Linked DNA regions of Mus musculus: region 2 is linked to region 1. A link is a contact called in public Hi-C data. All regions are on one chromosome and are shown on one strand. Each heading gives the region's core, a stretch centred on a gene start, on an enhancer-like site or on the middle of the called end of the contact. The rest is flanking DNA. Distances are from core to core; before and after follow the strand shown. Region 1 overlaps Gm31814 (a long non-coding RNA gene). Region 2 overlaps Lpp (LIM domain containing preferred translocation partner in lipoma).

Region 1 (3,906 bases), core at 941-3,440:
ATGCCTAGTGCCTGGCACATGGTAAATGCCCAATAAATTATTAGGTAATAATGGCAGCAATAACATCTGAGAGTGCATTGTAAAACTTAAAAATCCTCTAAGACATCTCTCTTCAATCCTTTTTGGAAAGAATGCGTCGATGTTAGCAGTGCTTATGTAAATGTAAGTGGTTATTATTTATGTAGGAGAACATTACTGAGTATTATTCAGGAAGAGGGAGAGAACAATGTAAGGGAAGAAAGAAATTTATGGCAGGCTTCTTAGCGGAAAGGGGCGCATATCACATCACAGCCATCAACACAGAGCGCCCTACACACAGGCAGGGCATCCTGCAAGCATTATTGACAGTTGCCTTTCAAAGAAGGAAAGGAGGAGAGGAAGGGGCTGGGGAAGAGAGACGGTAAAAAGCCTCATTCTACTGCCTCTAAAATGAATCCTAAGGCTATATTTACTAAACAGAATCTCACTAAACACACAGCCCCAGGGAGGCAGCCGAAAGCCTTCAGGAAGAGTGTAGTACAGTGAAGACCCACAGTAAAGGCAGCAACTGACTCAAGGCAGAGAGGAGGCACTGAGATCCTTTGGCCATTAGGTGAGGTCTTTTTTTTATGGAGTTTCCTCTCCTTACTACACCCACTGGACCTTTCTAAAAAAGAACACCGGGCGCTTGGCCGCACAAAACGAATTATACACAAGGGTGTTGAAAAATGGAAGTAGAAATATTAAAGCAAACGGAAATGTCAAAGACCAGCATTAGAGTCATTGCTGGGTTGAGCATCAGAGTCAACTCCGAGCTTCCTAGTAGTCGAGACAAATGAAGAAATCCATTCTTATCCTTTCATGCTTTGTAAATATCCACGACCTCTTAAGCAATGTACAAAATCTAGGCAAGGCCTTACTTAGGAATCTTGTATTTTCTGCTCAATGGACATATGTAAAAGGCATGGGATGTGTATGTGTGTAATGTGTGTCTGTGAACTCACGGGCAATGCAGGGAGTTCACACACACACACACACACACACACACACACATTTTTATATATATTAAAAGCACCTATAAATTAAATCACTAAGCGTGTGTTGCTGCTGCTGTTGTTTGTTTTCCTAGAAACTGCTTCTTAGGTGATGAAATGCAAGCTGTTTCACTTATGTTTTTAAGCTAAACGTGCATACATAAGGTAAATGTACATATCTTCTAAAATGTGAACAATCTTTAGATCACTTTGCCCAGTTTGCTAATTTTATTTTCAACAACGTTTCTGTCTCCACGGGGCTCTGATCTGCCTCAGGACTCGGTTTAACTGCTACTGTTCTCCAGCCGTTCCCATTTAGGTGAGTGAACAGTGAGAAGAATTCGCCAATTGTTTACAAAATCAAAGATGATTGCTTGCAAGGGTACCTACTTCTGGGAACCACCATGGTGTTTGCTTGCCACTGACTGAGAAGGGCAAGAAGGGATATCATTAAGATCCTAGGTCTGCACTGAGCTCTGGTAAAGACTAGCTGTTATTGTTCTGGCTAGTTAATGTCTTTTATACATCTAGAAGAGCCAGGTTTGAAATGCTCTTTTGAAATGTATATTTTGCCTTTTAAAATGGCATCCAGAATATTGCCCAGGAGCTTTGTTAATGAGGAAGAGTCAGAAAGAAAGAAAGAAATAGAATGGAAGTAGGAAGAAGTTAAAAAAAAAAAAAAGAGTAGAGAGATGACTTACTGGTTATGAGCACTTGCTCCTCTTGCAAAGGTCCTGGGTTCAATTCCCGGCAACTACATGGTGGCTCAAAAACATCTGTAATGGGATCTGATGCCCTCTTCTGGTGTGTCTGAAGAGAACAAATGTACTCACATACGTGTGTGTGTGTGTGTGTGTGTGTGTTAAAAGAGTAAAGAAAATGGCAAGCCAGGGAGAAGGACCACAGGATGGCAAGGCGCTTATAGCATCAGCCCTTTCTCTGCCAGGGCCCCTGAGAGTAACTTCCCAGCCAGTGGATAGGAAGCCCTCCCCAGGCCTAGGCTGGACAGACAGCCTCCTTGCACGTGCCAGCCAATGTTGCACACATCTGTTCAGTACATTTGGCTTCGCTCGCTGACCAGATGCTGGCACCGAATCAGAAAGGGCAGGTGGGAGTTCTGGGCAGGGGCAGGAAGGAGAGAAGGATTATGCACAGTTGTTCCAGACAGAGAATGAGGAGGCGGCCAATGAGGCTGAAGCTGGGAGAGGTCCTGCCCTGGAGCAGCAGGGCAGGAAGTCCACAGGAGTGGTTGGCCTCATATTCATCACCCCCAGTGGCAGGTGAAGCCAAAGGGTGCTTACAAGGCTCTGTGCCAGGTTCATGCTGTGTTTCCTGTGTTTTCTGGGGCTCCTTCTTGTTACCCCATCATTGAGTTTTTTAGGAATTCCTCACTAGACAGCACATTGCTACCTATAAGATTAAACATTTTATTTCCCACCTCTAACAAGGCTTTTGAATTCTTTCAAGGCTCACAAAGATCTACAAGTTGTTAGCATTCTCCTCACCAGTTAAAGGAAATAATGAAAAGAATGTGCCTGCCCACAAGACATGGGCCCTGGGGAGAGTAAGGGATATTCCTGAAGCCACCTGCTCAGCCAGTGAAAGAAGGATGAGCAAGCACTGGCTTCTCTACAACAGAACCATTTGCTTGGCCAAAAATTTCATCTGAGGGCCAAGATGGTGAGCCATGAGTGATAAACGCTGTCACTAGGGAGAGCCATCTTAGCATGCGTCTAGAATGAATCTCGTTCAACAGCAGCAAGGCTGTCTCATGCCTCAGGAAGCTTGCCAGCTGGGTGGTTCCTTTCCGGGTCTATGTTTGGGTGGTCACCCTCTAAAAAGAATATTCGAATTGCTCCTGCTGCGTTGACAACCTTGCCCACTTGTCACCTCTGTTTCTGAGAGTTTCTTTCCAATTGCTGGTGGCATCTGTGTACCTCACACACCTCAGCCGAGGTTGCTCAATTCTTCTGTCCTCAGGAGCAGCGCCATCTGTCCACTTCCAGTTCATTCTCAGTAGCCAGAGGCTAATGTGTACTTCTGGGACATTCGCAGTAGCTGAAGGGTCAAAGCTGGGTGACAAAGAATCACCAGCATTCAACCTTAACTTTTATGTTAGTTTATTTTATACTTTTTACTTTCAGGTTACAGGAGTTTTGCCTACTGTCTGTCTCTATGCACTCATGTGCATGCATGATGCCCAAAGAGTTCAGAAGAGAGCCAGAGAGCCACTGCAACCTGAGTTACAGACAGTTGTGAGCTACCGTATGGGTGCTGGGAATTGAAATTAGAGCTTTGGGAATCATAACAAGTGCTTTTAACCTTTGAGCCACCTCTGCCACTCTCGGGCTCAAATTTTAAAACATAATCAATTTCATGAGCTTTAATGATCTAGGCTCAGGCTTTGAAGAATGTCAGAGATTCACACCTTTCTCCCCCCTCCCTCCCCCCACACACTTATTTAAAATGAGGATTCTACCAGCATGCTCAGCCTGAGTGAGTGTGGTGAATTAAATCCCCACACTCCATAACTGGCACATTTTGGTCACAAGCATCATATGATTAGAGGGTTATGGGGAATGACAAACAGGTTTGTCCTCTGTAGCCTGGGGCCAGTGGGTGGGGTCTGCCATCACAACATACCCCCCCCCCCCAAGTCTCCACTGGGTTTTCTTTTCATACAAGAGGAAATCAATTTTGGACTGCTAAAACTCAACATGCAAAACATGGAAAAGCAAAGATTATAAAGTAACAAAACCTCCTGGGAGGGCCTTGGGGTTCTTCTCAGAGTTGAACCTTCTTATCAACCCAAGATGTAGTCTTCCCCTGACTGTAATATAATGGTGTCGTTTCTGCTCTCAGCTTAGACCTCAAGCCCCTCTAGGTACCACTC
Region 2 (3,906 bases), core at 588-3,087, 680 kb after region 1:
TCTCAATGTGTGTTCAGTGTTTCTGACCTCTGGCTGTATTAGAATTAACATGGGAATTTTCATTTTTTAATTCTCGTACCGAGGTCTATATCCTTGATCAATTGAACCAGACTTTCAAGTTTGAGGCCTGACATTGACAGTTTAGCATTGTTTTGAATCACATAACAATAAAATATCGTATAAAAACTTTGGGGTGGGGAGGCCTAGGTTGATTGAGGGTCTAATTTAAAGTGAATGATCAGCAGAGTTTGAATGACTCAGGTACTGTCTTCTGCCACTGTCTTGCTCTCAATTTATATTTTGTTGGGCTCAGTAGGACAAGGAGGGAGCAAAGAAAAGAAAGCAACCTTTTCCGAATGCATTTTCATGTGCTAACCAAGGATTTTTTTTAAGAAAAAAAGCCCCAGCACAAAGGAGAAAAGTGACAGAAATTAGTCTATGCAGTGAAGGAAGGACTGCTGCACCAGAAATCAGAGCCTTAGGCTGGTGCTGATCTGGCCATGACCTTTACATTGAAGGGAACTCAATAAACATCAAGGCCAGGCCCAGGGCTCAGTAGTTTAAAGTGCTTGCTTCACAAGGCTATTGCCCTCATGCCTGGAGCCCATGGTGAAGGTGAGAGCAGATGCCCAAAATTATCCTCTGACCACCATACACACATAGTGGTGGTAGTGTGTGTGTGTGTCTGTGTGTGTGTGTGTGTATAAGCACACCAATACTAGTTAAATTAATGACAACATATTACATCTATATGTTTTTGATGTTATGTTATATTATTATTGCATATTTAAAAACTTAGTGCTTTAATACAATAGTTATTTTTTCAATAATGGCTCCTTGTTGGTTTCCACTTGTGGACTCAGGGACATGAACCCACTTTGCTGCCAGGTCTACCATTGCTCTAGAGCTCTAAGGCCCACAGGCTACAGCCTTAGCCTTGGACACAGGAGGAAAGATGGTGGCCAGGGTCTCATCAGGAGCTGCAGCTGATTGCCATCCTGGAAGAGTGACCCCATGTTCCTTCTACCATACTCCATGGGCTGGGACTCAGGTGATAATTACAAGACACGGTTGGAAGTATGACTAAGCTGAGCCACAAAGCAGGGATGCTTCGATGCATGTCTAGCCTGTCTTTGCTCTCTGTCACCATTCCAGAGCCATTCGTATTGGTGTGGTTCAGTCTGAAACAGGAAGCTGTGGTACCTCAGAACAAACTGTGGTTGATTTAGCTTTCTCTAAGTAAAATAAACTTATATATTGTTCCTATATGTGTTCCTTATAATAATCTAATTTGAACCAGTGACTAAAACATATGTTCTTGGTTCACCCCAGTTAGGTAATTTAACCTCTAATTTCTCTGTTTTGAAAATTGGGGACACCTTATTTTTTGGGAAGGAAAAAATATATTTACCTATTAACAAAACTCATCTAGGAGGCTGCTGTTTGTAAGCTGTGGATGTTGAACAGTCAGTGAAGCAGACTTTCAGTCTGGTTTAGGATTTTCATTTCCAATAAAGAACAGACAGAAGGGTCACGGCACTCATTCCTAAGGAAGTGATGCCTTACTGAGCTGAGGAGTGGACAGGAGGTTAGACGTCTCAGGCAGTGGAACTTGCTGACTTGAGGACCTGAAAGAGGCCACTGTGGTCAGAGACCGAGAGAGCAGCTTGAAGTAAGGCGGGTTTTGAGATGGACAGAGGTCTTGCTAAGGACTTTGGGCTTTCTCCCAAAAGGCAAAGACTGCTTAGCTATTTCATTATTTCTTACACACTCATCCATTACCAGCTTTTCCTGAAAGGTCTTTGGCAGCAGGGAAGAGGCGGAGGCAGCACCATGAGTAAGTGAACAGAGAATCTGCTCCCTGAGTGTTGTGGGTTTTAGCCACACCCCGTGTTCCATATCTCTCTCTGTGAAGCGCCTTACTTTCTAAAGCTGAAAGAAAGAGGAGCTTAAATTAAAGCATGGCTCAGCTAAAATACAACCTAAAGAGTAAACCATGTTTCCTGCTCCAGATGTGAACACATCTGCATTTTCTATCACATGATTTAGGAGAGACACCTTGAACTTGGAGCCATCCCTGTCTTTTTGTCTGTTAGGCAATGCTTATTACAGATGACTTCCTGGCACTTGTTTCCAGAAAGAGGTCCAGCGTAAATCCTTCTGAAGCCAGCATACTCCACTTTTCTGTACAGTGTGAGCCATGGTGCTCCCCCTTTTATAATCTTTTAAAAAAATATCTATCCTGACTGAGCTAGACCTCCTTAATCTTCATTCCTTTTCTTCCTGTTGAAATGGCAGGTTTCCTCTCCAAAATTTGGACAAGCTTTAAAATTAGATCTCAAACTGCCAGCCTCACAAATCTGCCCTGACAACAAATTTGTTGATTGTGTTTTCTCCTCAAGAAATAGAGTAGCTCTGAGAGGCATTGTGTTTAGCTAGCTGTCCTGGAAACACAGATACAGCTCTGGGCTCTGAGCCGACCAAGGGTTGTGGGCTTCAGTGACTTGGCAAAGCACAACAGGACAGAAGCCGGCAGAGCATGAAGCCTGTCTTTGTCATAGTTTGCTAGAAAGCCAGAGTCAGGCTCCCAGCATGTTCTTTCCCAGACTGCCACATGCCATAGGAGTGAGGGACAATTCAAGTGGCTGTAACGTATGTAAGTCAGTCCAGTCTGTCTTTCCATGATGCCTCATGTGTGACTGTTCCTACACACTAATTGTTGCTCATAAATTAAAATCATAGAATTGTCTAAACCTTTACATGTAGAAATTCTGTGAATTAGGTTTGTGTTTGACCCCAGTTGTCTGACCCCATGCATTCTGTCTAATACTATACTGATCCTGGCCTCCTTTATAGTCCCCAAGAAATCATGTTTGACCTTGCCTTTCTGATTCTATGCCTGGTACTGAAATATCTTGTTCACATTTTTATGCCTAAATGCTATATGACCAATTCCAGCATCATCTTGTCTTTGAAAATTGATTCAAAGTGATCATTTTCTGTCTTGCTCTGTGACACAGGTCTCCTCCTCCTCTTCCTCCTCCTCTTCCTCCTCCCCTTTTCCCCCTCCTCCTCCTCCTTCCTCTCCTATAGAAAAGAAAGGGAGACATTACCCTTGTCTGAATGATTCAGAACAGCAGGCAGACTTCCATTGCAAAGCTGTATGGCTGTGGCCTGGTAAGGTTCTACACTAAGAACAGGAGTTATGGTAAGGAAAGCTGCAGCATCTCATTAAAGAGTTACTATTCCATCTGACTGTTCACAGTGGTGAGGGATGAGCTGCCTTTCAAGAGGGGATCCCTTGGCCAAATGATTGGCACATTCCAACTGTGATGTGAGGTCTACACCCAGGCTAGAGATGCTATTCATGTGACCATAAGTTTTTTTTTTTTTCATAAAGGAGTTTTTGTTGCTACACTAACATTGCTTTTTTAGGAGAGGCGACCTTAAAGTCATTTAAGAAACATATCAAGAATGAGGACTCCTAAACATTTTTGGCATCTCTAAGCCTCTGGCAAGGATGAGTGTATCATGAGGCCCAAGGACACTTCTTGGTACGGGATACTTGAACCTGCTTCTAGTTAGGGTGTGGTTCAGATCTTAGCACATACCTTTAATCCATCTGGCTGGAATACAAACATACCCTTCGCACACACCTTTAGTCCCAAACAATGAAGGTAACATTAGCTTGTAGAAGGAAGCACTCATGTTTGAATTGAGTGGCAGGAAACGTGATGAATCAGAGAAAGATTTGACAGAATAGGATATGCCCAACTCTCCAAAGAGAGGAGGGGGAAAGGAAAGCTGCTTAATGGAGAGACAGACAGCACCGGAAGAAAAGCGCACAGTACAGGATATTCTAGAGTTCATGGAGAGCAGGACAGGAGAGTTGAACCAGCCAGCTAG

What was found. A called contact is a pair of places that touch in the nucleus more often than the background predicts.
Region 2: a Hi-C map of myocytes shows a contact between it and region 1, with 2.4 times the contacts expected there. The contact joins two enhancer-like sites. A contact is called at or near these places in 3 of 484 Hi-C or Micro-C datasets (CD4 T cells, muscle stem cells and myocytes) and 3 of 115 datasets of contacts at active chromatin or transcription factors (double positive thymocytes, effector CD8 T cells and memory CD8 T cells).

What each region holds. Positions count from the first base shown.
Region 1 is chr16:24,229,576-24,233,481 of GRCm38.p6, forward strand. All of the region lies in intron 1 of Gm31814 (a long non-coding RNA gene), which reads right to left. Among named protein-coding and RNA genes, the nearest start is that of Gm31814, 32 kb to the right of the region's middle. Within about 2 kb of position 2,191, at least 16 of the 459 cell types and tissues checked have an H3K27ac peak or open chromatin away from gene starts, as enhancers often do. A contact at or near this core is called in muscle stem cells and myocytes, where this site is marked.
Region 2 is chr16:24,912,049-24,915,954 of GRCm38.p6, forward strand. All of the region lies in intron 10 of Lpp (LIM domain containing preferred translocation partner in lipoma), which reads left to right. Among named protein-coding and RNA genes, the nearest start is that of Gm52245, 27 kb to the right of the region's middle. Within about 2 kb of position 1,838, at least 143 of the 459 cell types and tissues checked have an H3K27ac peak or open chromatin away from gene starts, as enhancers often do. A contact at or near this core is called in muscle stem cells and myocytes, where this site is marked.